Linked DNA regions of Mus musculus: all the other regions are linked to region 1. Evidence: chromatin contacts called from public Hi-C and HiChIP or PLAC-seq data. All regions are on one chromosome and are shown on one strand. Each heading gives the region's core, a stretch centred on a gene start, on an enhancer-like site or on the middle of the called end of the contact. The rest is flanking DNA. Distances are from core to core; before and after follow the strand shown.

What was found. A called contact is a pair of places that touch in the nucleus more often than the background predicts. HiChIP or PLAC-seq counts read pairs in DNA pulled down with a chosen protein or histone mark.
Region 2: a contact with region 1 is called in an H3K27ac HiChIP or PLAC-seq map of extraembryonic endoderm stem cells. The contact joins two enhancer-like sites. A contact is called at or near these places in 1 of 115 datasets of contacts at active chromatin or transcription factors (extraembryonic endoderm stem cells) and 1 of 9 other capture datasets (embryonic stem cells).
Region 3: a contact with region 1 is called in a Hi-C map of stem cell-derived motor neurons, with 4 times the contacts expected there. The contact joins two enhancer-like sites. A contact is called at or near these places in 1 of 39 promoter capture datasets (hippocampal neurons), 1 of 484 Hi-C or Micro-C datasets (stem cell-derived motor neurons) and 1 of 115 datasets of contacts at active chromatin or transcription factors (embryonic stem cells).

The regions. Positions count from the first base shown.
Region 1 is chr14:64,044,983-64,048,156 of GRCm38.p6, reverse strand. No RefSeq gene overlaps it. Among named protein-coding and RNA genes, the nearest start is that of Prss55, 39 kb to the left of the region's middle. Within about 2 kb of position 1,721, at least 26 of the 459 cell types and tissues checked have an H3K27ac peak or open chromatin away from gene starts, as enhancers often do. A contact at or near this core is called in extraembryonic endoderm stem cells and stem cell-derived motor neurons, where this site is marked.
Region 2 is chr14:63,636,557-63,639,892 of GRCm38.p6, reverse strand. All of the region lies in intron 1 of Xkr6 (X-linked Kx blood group related 6), which reads right to left. Among named protein-coding and RNA genes, the nearest start is that of Gm38524, 11 kb to the left of the region's middle. Within about 2 kb of position 1,337, at least 26 of the 459 cell types and tissues checked have an H3K27ac peak or open chromatin away from gene starts, as enhancers often do. A contact at or near this core is called in extraembryonic endoderm stem cells, where this site is marked.
Region 3 is chr14:63,584,938-63,588,106 of GRCm38.p6, reverse strand. No RefSeq gene overlaps it. Among named protein-coding and RNA genes, the nearest start is that of Xkr6, 20 kb to the left of the region's middle. RefSeq lists an enhancer at 570-2,778. Within about 2 kb of position 1,591, at least 74 of the 459 cell types and tissues checked have an H3K27ac peak or open chromatin away from gene starts, as enhancers often do. A contact at or near this core is called in stem cell-derived motor neurons, where this site is marked.

The sequences.
Region 1 (3,174 bases), core at 472-2,971:
CAGCGTTCCACTCGGAGCATAGATGTCACGAGGTTGAGATAGCACTGATGTGCCCTAGTGTCCTAGGTGTCCTAGCGGCACATGGAGTGTGTGTGCATTCAACGTTCCACGGTAACCAGAATGCAGAAGCAAGGGGCTTTGAAATTCTTTGGGGCAGTGACTTCCTGCTCTGATGTGAGGAGACCCTTCTGCATCTATCTTGTCTCCAATCCTAGAGTTTCTGTCTTCTTAAGGGCTTGAGTCTTGTTAGCTCACAAGTGTCATGAACTTTTTTTGTTTCTAGAAATTTCTAGACTCTGGGTACATAAAATTGGTGAAAATTATGCTATTTTCTCTAAATTCCTACTTGACTGGGGTAAGGTAAGGTGATATTTCAGAAATTATGATACACAGAGGATAGTGTGATTTTCTTCACAAAAATCCACATTTCTGATTTCCCCCAGGCAGATGAAAGGTGGGTGGTCTCAGACTCAGGGCTCAGAGATTTCCAGGACAAGACCTGACCAAGAAGCTGTAATATCTGATGTTGCCAGCAGGGGGCGAGGGAGATACACCACCTGTAAATGAAGCACTAACCTAGCTGCTGGTGTTTTGTTTTGTTTTTGTGGGTTTTTGTTTGTTTTGCTTTTTGTGTTTTTGTCTGTTTTGCTTTGTTTTGTTTTGTTTTTCAGGGTAATAGAACAGCTGGGAGGCTTCTCCTGTACCCATAAGCCCTGATGATGGGTGCTACCCGAAGAAGCAGAAAAGAGCTTGAGACCCAAACTTTGAGAGGGGCTGCCCCAGACCTCTTGAGGTCTCTCTCACTCTCCTGGTGGATGAGACAAAATAAAACACAGATTGCCTGATTACTCTTGCATTTCAGTGTAGCATTTAAGTGTTTGAGCTAAACATTACATGACTATATCTGTTTTGTTTCATTTATTTGAGATCAGCTCAGTATTAGCCGAGGATGACCCTGACCCTCTGGTCTGCACCTCCAGTACTCTGGTGTTTGCCACCATATCATAGGGATAAGACATTTTTAAAGCTCTTATTCACTGATTTAAATATTCAAATTTAATTAGGTGTCTAATAGTTTAATTTGTTGCATCAGCACCACCCACCTTCCTTAGTGCCCAAGAGTATTCTAGGCTAGTGCAGACCCAAAACAAATTGCTCCCACTTCCTGCTAGACCTTGTTCCCCAATCCCTGGGTAGAAGCTGTCATATTGAGTCTAAACCATTCACTTCAGAAAACGGTTCAGGAACTACAGATGGCACCGTTCCTCCCAACCACCAGCCTAATGTCCATTAAGAGCAGTCCCTGAAGCGTTTTTCTTTTCCCTGCCTTCCTTGACTTTCTCCATAGCACCAGCCTATGCTTCACCGTCATGGACCAGAGATTTCAGTTCCCGTGGGACATCGCAGTGAGGGCAGAGACCCAGCAGTGCCACACGTGCCTCCTGAGGTCACCAGGACTAGAGTCTGTTCTTCTTTATTCTCTCCTTTAACAACCCTGAAGAGAGCAGGGTCAGCCAAATGTTGCCCTAGTGGACCAGTTTGTCCGGGCTCTGGGATGGGCCTGAGGGGCCGATTGTGTGGCGGGACACCTGGCATCCACCACCCAGGCGACAGCCTCAGTGGTGGCCATGCTTTCCTGTGCAGCCACCACAGTGTGTGGAATGCTGATAAGGGAACAATGTAGCAGAGGAAAAGTGGCAGCACTTGGACAATGAGCAGCGGGCGGCAGCAGGGGCTCTCCCAGGCTGTGGCTCAAGGACTGAGTCCCAGAATCAGAGCCGACTACCCTGTGTGGGACAATGAGCTGAGCGGCTGGCGGCGGGGCGGGCGGCGGCGGCGGGGGCGGTGGGGGGCTCTCCCAGGCTGTCGCTCAAGAATCAACAGAGACTACTCTCTGGGTATTGTAAGCTCTATTCCCCAGGGGAGCTGCTCCATCCAGGAGCTTCCCCTGCCAGTCAGCCTACAAGCCTCTTTTCTTTTCACCGTGGAGCAGACAGAGCTACGAATCCAAGAAGGGCTCTTGCAACCGTCCCATGCTGGATGGCAAGAGCTTCCAGGAGAGCCCAGAGCAAGCTTCTCCAGTTCTTTCCCGTGTTCCCCAGTAGTTAGGGCATGAACTGAAGACAAGAATCAGCACAGAGCGTTCAGTTATAACTTTGAACATAAATGGGCTAAATTCCCAACCAAAAGACACAGACTAGGGCCACTGAGATAGCTCAGTAGGTAAAAGCACTTGTGCCAGCTTGACTACCTGCATTCAAAAGACAGTGGTGGAAGGAATTGACCAACTCCTGAGTATTCTTCTCTGGATTCCAGACCCAGGCATTGTCACATGCATGAACACACACATATGCACATGCACAGAATTATTTTAAAAATATAAGCAAGTAAGATGGATTTGAGAAACAAAAACCATATATTTGGTTTTGTTTGTTTGTTTGTTTGTTTGTTTTGTGAGACAGGGTTTCTCTGTGTAGCCCTGGCTGTCCTGGAACTCACTCTGTAGACCAGGCTAGCCTCAAACTCAGAAATTCGCCTGCCTCTGCCTCCCGAGTGCTGGGATTAAAGGTGTGCACCACCTCGCCCAGCCCCAACCATATATTTGTTATCTTCAAAAAACATATGACACCATCAAAGTCAAATTCAGCCATAAAAAAGGCTTTTCACCCCACTCTGGAAGTTAGACTGAAACAAATAAGATCTTAGGTAGGCCTGATAGTCACTTAGACAGGCTAGCCCTTGGGGGCTTTAGGGAAACCACACACCCTGAGACTTGTGCCCAATAAGACACCAAGCTGCCTCATGGTTAAATGATGCACACATATCACCCCATTTGTTTCCCGGAGGTTTAGCTACCTTGCAGCCAAGACATACTTTTTATAACAGGAGAACTGTCGTTGGCAGTGCACAGAACACAAGGGTGGTGGATATAAAATCACTCCCTGTGGGATACAGCCACTGTAGACCCAGTCCCTGGTGCAGGAGAAGCCTTGTATGTCTGCTGTCCCTTCCTGGTCACAGCTCAGAGCATGGTTTACGACCTGCCTGGCCCTTCATTGGTGAGCCTGCCTTCTGTGGATCAGGGCTTAGAGCAGTTTGCAAAAGGTGAACAGCATTCTAATGAAGAAGTAAAAGTAAAGAAGAGAGTGACGGAAGCAGCAAAGGAAGGCACAA
Region 2 (3,336 bases), core at 88-2,587, 410 kb after region 1:
CAGAACTAGAGTGCTGCCAGTTATGTTTGAAACGAGCTGGAAGCCCACTTTGACAGACTTGGAGCCATGGTGACAATTTTGCACAGGGCACATCTTTGAGAGGGGCAAGTTTTAGATATTCGGGGACAGTACATCACACTTCACAGATAGTACTGTCTGTGCTAGACAACCTTTTATACCAAAGCTCTTTGAATTCACCCTCCATATCTTATTTCCCCACCTCCAATATAAAAACACAAGTTATTTACCTAGGGAAATGATCATGAATACACACGATGCTATTACCACAAAGTGTCTATTACAGTGTTATTTATAACAGCAAAAATTAGAAAGGGCCTAAATGACCGATAATAAGCCAGCAAATTATACTATAGTACAAACACAATAAAATACTATACTCCATAAAATTTTGTTGTAGAATGTGATTTAATGATATAAAAAGGTATTTATTTCTATTATACTGTTAAAAGAAAAGGGGCTTTCATCCTTTTTGTTAAAAATACAGAATACATGTTAACATATAACACAAAAAGTACAAAATTATTAACAAGGAATTATTTTAGTTTAAAAACAAAAAATATGAGAACAAGGAAACTTTTATTAAGTCCTAATATAGAGCCATACATAAAATGACTGAAAACTTTTATTAAATCTGTATGTACTTCCATTTAAAACACTCTCAAACCAACGGGGTCTTTCAAGTGGATGAAAACAGGGTGATTGCAATTGATAATTAAGTTTCTAATTCTTGGGGTTTACAAAGTGTCTAATTTTATTGTAAAATTCTATATTCTATATTGTAACATTCTATATTCTTTAGGCAAAATACACAAAACAAATAATGTATTTCTCTGAGTCAGAAGCACTTTTTAGGCTGCAGTATGTGGAACAGTTCATAGAACGTGAACTTAGGATGAGATTTTCAATAATACACTAGTACACACTCAGCTGCTTGTCACATCCCAGAGAACCCTGAGGCCGTATTAGTGACTAATCAATTCTATTCTCTTGGCCCTCTTGACAAAGCTGTTAATTTAAAATAAAAGTAAACTCTTATGTCTGTGATAAGATAAAAATCTTTACCTCTCTGAATAAAATTTTTTTTCTCAAATATTAAAAAACTAGGTAACAAAATTCAACACTCACATCATTTCTGACACACTCAACAACAAGAATCTTGTGGACACCAACACCCCAGCAAATAGGAACAAATGCCAGTCACAGGCCATAGCCTAGGGACCCTGCACCAGGCTGCAGAGGACTCTGTGCAGAGGTCAGACAGTGGTAAGTCAGCCAGCTCAGAACAGCCCAACAGAACAGTGCTCACAGGGACACACAGTCAGGGTGTGGAGCCCACTCCACTGAGGTTGGAAGCCCAGGAATGCAGGGCTAGGTCTCCCAGATGCTGTCTGACAGACAGGGAAACAAAGGTTCTCCCTTTTAGAGCAACCCCCCCCCCCCGCCCCCCAGGAGACAAAGAAGTGATTAAGCTAAGCAGGAATTCAGCTAAGACAATGAATTCCAATGAAGCCTGGTGGATTTCAGTGAGTTAAGGCCAGCCTGGTCTACATAATGAGTTCCAGACCATCCAGGACAGCAGAGTAAAAGCCCAAAACAAGAATTACAAAAGGGAAATGAACTAGAAGGAACAGGTGAGGTATACATGGAAAAGGAAAGCAGAAAATTTCAGTGAGGAAGCGATGTGTGCTACACACACACACACACACACACACACACACACACACGCATAAGCACATGCACTCGCACAACACACACCATTCCTTCCCCGGGGGAAGAACACATTGTACATTAAAATGAGCATCAAAAATACTAAGTCTGATCCCACCAGTTGTTAAGAAAGAAAAGACACTATAAGAGCAAATAAATACCTTCATAGCAAAGCCACCAAAAATACACAACTTAAAAAAAAATCATCTTAGAGAGATGATGACAAAAAGGAAAATGAAGATACAGGAAGAAGATGAGGGAGATGGAAGAGATGGGTATGTTGGATCCAAAACAGGCAAACGGAGCCTCACGGAATGCCAGAGTACAGAAGAGATGCACCAAGAGCAGGCAGGCAGGGGAAGAGACCACCCAAAAAAAGGAGAGACGACAGGCCAATCAAGCAGAGGAACTGGGGGGAAACAACCCTGTGCACTCTGCTCTTGGCCTTACTCCTGTACCATCTCAGACAAGAAAGCCACGGACTCTTTCGTTTGTTTTGTTTTTTGGTTTTTTGGTTTTGGTTTTGGTTTTACGAGACAAGGTTTCTCTGTATAGCCCTGGCTGTCCTGGAACTCACTCTGTAGACCAGGCTGGCTTGCCTCTGCCTCCCGAGTGCTGGGACTAAAGGTATGCGCCACCACGCCCAGCTCTTTTGTTTGTTTTTATGGCAGCCTTCAGCAAAAGTGGGAAGCAAGTCTCATACTGCTGAAAAACAAAATAATGCTAATGGTTTGGTGATTCCTTAAAACTTTTAAGGAATTTGCCACATGACCCTATCCTGGGTGTTCCCCTAGAAGAAAGAAAGAAAGTGTCTACACAGACTTGTTCCCAAATGTTGAGAGCCCATCCATTCGTAACTCTATCAACAGATGAGTGGACAAATCTGTGTTTTCATACAATGCAGCACTTTTGAGCAATAAAAAGAATGCACTAATAATCCCACAAAACATGAATACATTTGAAAATAACTGTGCTAAGTCAAATAAACCCAACCAAAAGATGGGAGTAAAATACTACTATAAAACCCTGGCCGGGCGTGGTGGTGTACACCTTTAATCCCAGCCCTCGGGAGGCAGAGGCAGGCCAGCCTGGTCTACAGAGTGAGTTCCAGGACAGCCAGGACTATACAGAGAAACCCTGTCTTGAAAAAACAAAAAACAAAAAACTCTGGATGGGGCACCTCAGAGAGAAAGCACAGCAATGGTTGCCTGAACACAAAGGATGGCTAGCAGACACTCTGAAAGTGGGAGAGGTATATCCTTTGGAATTGACAGTTTACATATTCCTCCAAACCCAGATGTTGAAATGCTAATGGCCAATGTAATGGAATTAGGAGATGGAGCCTTTCAGAGGTGATGGGGTTGATGATGTCACTACAACGGAGTTCTGCCCTTCCCATCAGTCTGTGAGCCAGGAAGGAAGGCCTTCACCAAGAATCTGACCATGCCCAAGACCTTCCCCTCAGACTTCCAACTTCCAGGACTAGAGAACCATTTGTGTTGGCTGCCTGTAATGTAGTGATTTAACAGCCAGACATAGACAAAGAGTGACAGATAAATGTGTTGATTACTGTGACTCTAAGCCTCATGGATATGCATATATATTTTA
Region 3 (3,169 bases), core at 342-2,841, 460 kb after region 1:
AATCCTGGCTGCAGATTCCTAATAACTGACTAACTAGGTTGGTGTGTGTTGTGTGATAAAACTTTTCCTGGGGAGACACAACACATGTGTAGAGACTGAGTTACAGACAGTTGTGGACTTCCATATAGGTGCTGGGAATTGAACCTGGGTCCTGTGGAAGAACAGCCACAGTTCTTAACCACCGAGTCATGTCTCCAGCCCAGGTCCAAGCTCTCTTGACACATCACTTTGATGTCCATTCTTCCGTATCCCATAGCATAGCACACACCACTGCCCTTGCCATTCTATATAGTCCAATGTGACACCTGTCTTCCTTGGAGATTGCTCTATCAACAGGTCTTCATTACTTCCTCCATATAGTGCTCCAGTTGTACCTCTCTTTTCCCCTCTGCATGGTGGGAGTAAGAGTCCTCCCTCTGGTAACACTTGCTCCTGTCACACTCTGTGGTGATTTGAAATTCCCTATAGGTTCTGGCATCTAAATAATGAATTCCCAGTTGGTGGCTCTGTTTGGGTAGTTTGGGAGGTGCCACTTTAGTGGAGAAATATGCTCTCTCACCCTTCTATTGGCTGACTGGGATGACAGGAGAAAGAGGCTGGGGTTGGGGGAGGCACGCGTGCGTGTGTGTGTGTGTGTGTGTGTGTGTGTGTGTGTGCGCGCGTGTGCGTGCGCGGGCATGTGTATACAAGTACAAATTTGTGGTTGTTCATATGTGTGCACCTGCATAAGGAAGTCAGAGGTCAATCTCCAATGTCATTCTTTAGATGATCATCAACCCTAACTTTTTGAAATAAGGTCTCTCTCTGGCCTGAGATTTGCCAACTAGGATAGGATAGACTGGCTGGCTGGTGAATGAGTCCCAAGGATCCTGTTTCTGGCTCTGCAGCATGGGCATTGTAAGCTGAAGCACCACACTCAGCTTTTTTACAGAAGTTTTGGAGATCAAACTCACTCACACCGGCTTGCTTACACAGGCAGGATTCTACAGACCCAGCCATTCCTCCCTCCCCCCACCCTCTTGTTATTACTATTAAGATCATTTTCTGCCCCTCAGTTTCTCAACATATGCTCTGTACACGGTTCTTTGTCTTAAGCTACTATGCCAAGACCATATTACATCTGTATGCTGTCCTTTGCTGTAATAACTTTTACTACATTTACTATTCATTTCTTTGGAGGAGATGTGTGTGGAGATCAGAGGACCACTTGTGGGACTCAGTTCTCCCTGTCCTGGGAGTCCTGGGGCTCACTGAGCCCTATTATTCTTAGGATGTCCACTTCCTTCAGTTTTCCAACAGGCTTTAACTTGCTTGCAAGCTCTTCAATTGCTTGCCATCAGGTAAGCTCAGAAGCGGGTAATGGAGCACACCGTGCCACAGCAGGGCACCACATGTTGACCAGGGGCTTGCAAGAATAAGAATCCAGAAATACTGCTCTGTACTTGGGTCCTTTCTCAGCAGCCATTTTGCTTTAGAGGCAACGGGGGAGCCCCAGAAGAAAAACACCGCAGGCAACAGCCAGCCTCCCACCCCCGCGGTTTCTCCAGTCCTGCCTAGCAAGTCACAGTAATGTTTGCGATCGGCAAAGCAGCCTCTTTGCAGAGAGCTCGGAGTGCGCCGAGCCTTCCCTCATTAATGCATGCCGACTCCTGCGGAGGAGGTGGGTGGCAGGCAATTTCAAATCCTTTTCTTCTCCACCTACCAAAGAGATTTAGCTCTCAATAGCTCACACGAATGAGTGAACCATTTCGGTTATAAGACTATGATTTGCTCATCACCCCCCATTAACACCATTAAAGCAACCTTTGTCCTTTTAAAAATCTGTGCAGCCAAGTGCGCACAGCTAGAAAAGGGAGCATAAAGACTGCCCGGGACAGTCTGCGGGTGAGACTGGGGGTTAGACAGGAGCTCCTTTGTCTGGCTTTGGAAAATTCCCCTAGGACAAATAGGATTAAAGAGGACCCTTTCCCTTCTCCTCAGCCTTCTAAATCTCGCCCCCGTTTACAACCTTCTTGCCCCGCCACACAAGCTTCCTGACCTCTGCCCTGGTGTCATGGCAGATGCCCGCAGAACCCTGTGTCTCCGTGTCTTCCACCCCAAAAGGGCACAGATTGATGATAACAATTGTTAGAGGGTGAGTGAACAAGCCAGAAGCCAAAGCTACAGGGTTGGGATGATGAGCGCTTGCTGAGTGTGACTGCGACCCTGGGGGTGGGGGTGGGGGGCATCCCTTTGCACCATAAAAGAAACAAAACCCCCAAAATCAAGTTACCAAACTTGAAATGTAACTGGAGTTTTTATGGCAAAATCCTGAGCTCTGGGAATCCTGAATCGCTAGGCTTGACCACTGGTGCCTAGAATGCGGATTGTAGTGACAAGTGGCCATGAAAGCAGAGGGGACACTGAACAAAGAAAGAAGTCCAGTGACCCCCGAGTCTGTCTTGGGGTACTAGTGTGGGGTTTAGGTTTAGACCAAGGAGAGCTGGAACAGAGCTAGAGATGCCCACCATTAGCAATCCTGGGCATAGTGTGGTGGATCTGGTTGATGCTGTCTCAGTTCTGGTTCTGCAAGAAGATCTAAGTAAGCCCTTAATACCGTCAACATTTGTCGGGATCAATCTGGTTTTCAGGAGGCAGTCACTACAGGGTGCATCCTCACCACTATGGATGATGGAGTCCGTCTTTCCTGAGAGGTTCTGCTATCCCCTTGGACTTCAGGTTTAGGGACAGCAGCTTTCCTACCCTGAGTTAGCCCTGTGTGTCAGCCTTGAAGGGGAATGAGATGGGCTGGGCAGACACTGCTTATGTGCAGAGGTTAGCAGGTACCTCCAAAGTAAGGGACACACACAGAATGAAGTCAGAAATGTCCAGTTCTCCTCTTGTTTTTAGTTATCTTTTGGATCACCCTTCCTCCCCCCATCCCACCCCCTTTTTTTCTTTCTTAGAGGAAAAAAAAACCCCAAAAAACTTCTAAGCGCTCGCTTCAGGAGCATGCTTAGCTCCTCCATCTCTGCGTCCACGCTGGTCTTCCAGAGTCACTGCCACAATAACCCAATACAGCCACCCTTAGGGCAGCACCACCAGTTGCTGACCTGCTTTGAATCCTCTATCACATTCTTCTGGGGCTCCCCTCTGCTGTGTAACTTGCTGATGAACAGTGGCAAGTTCC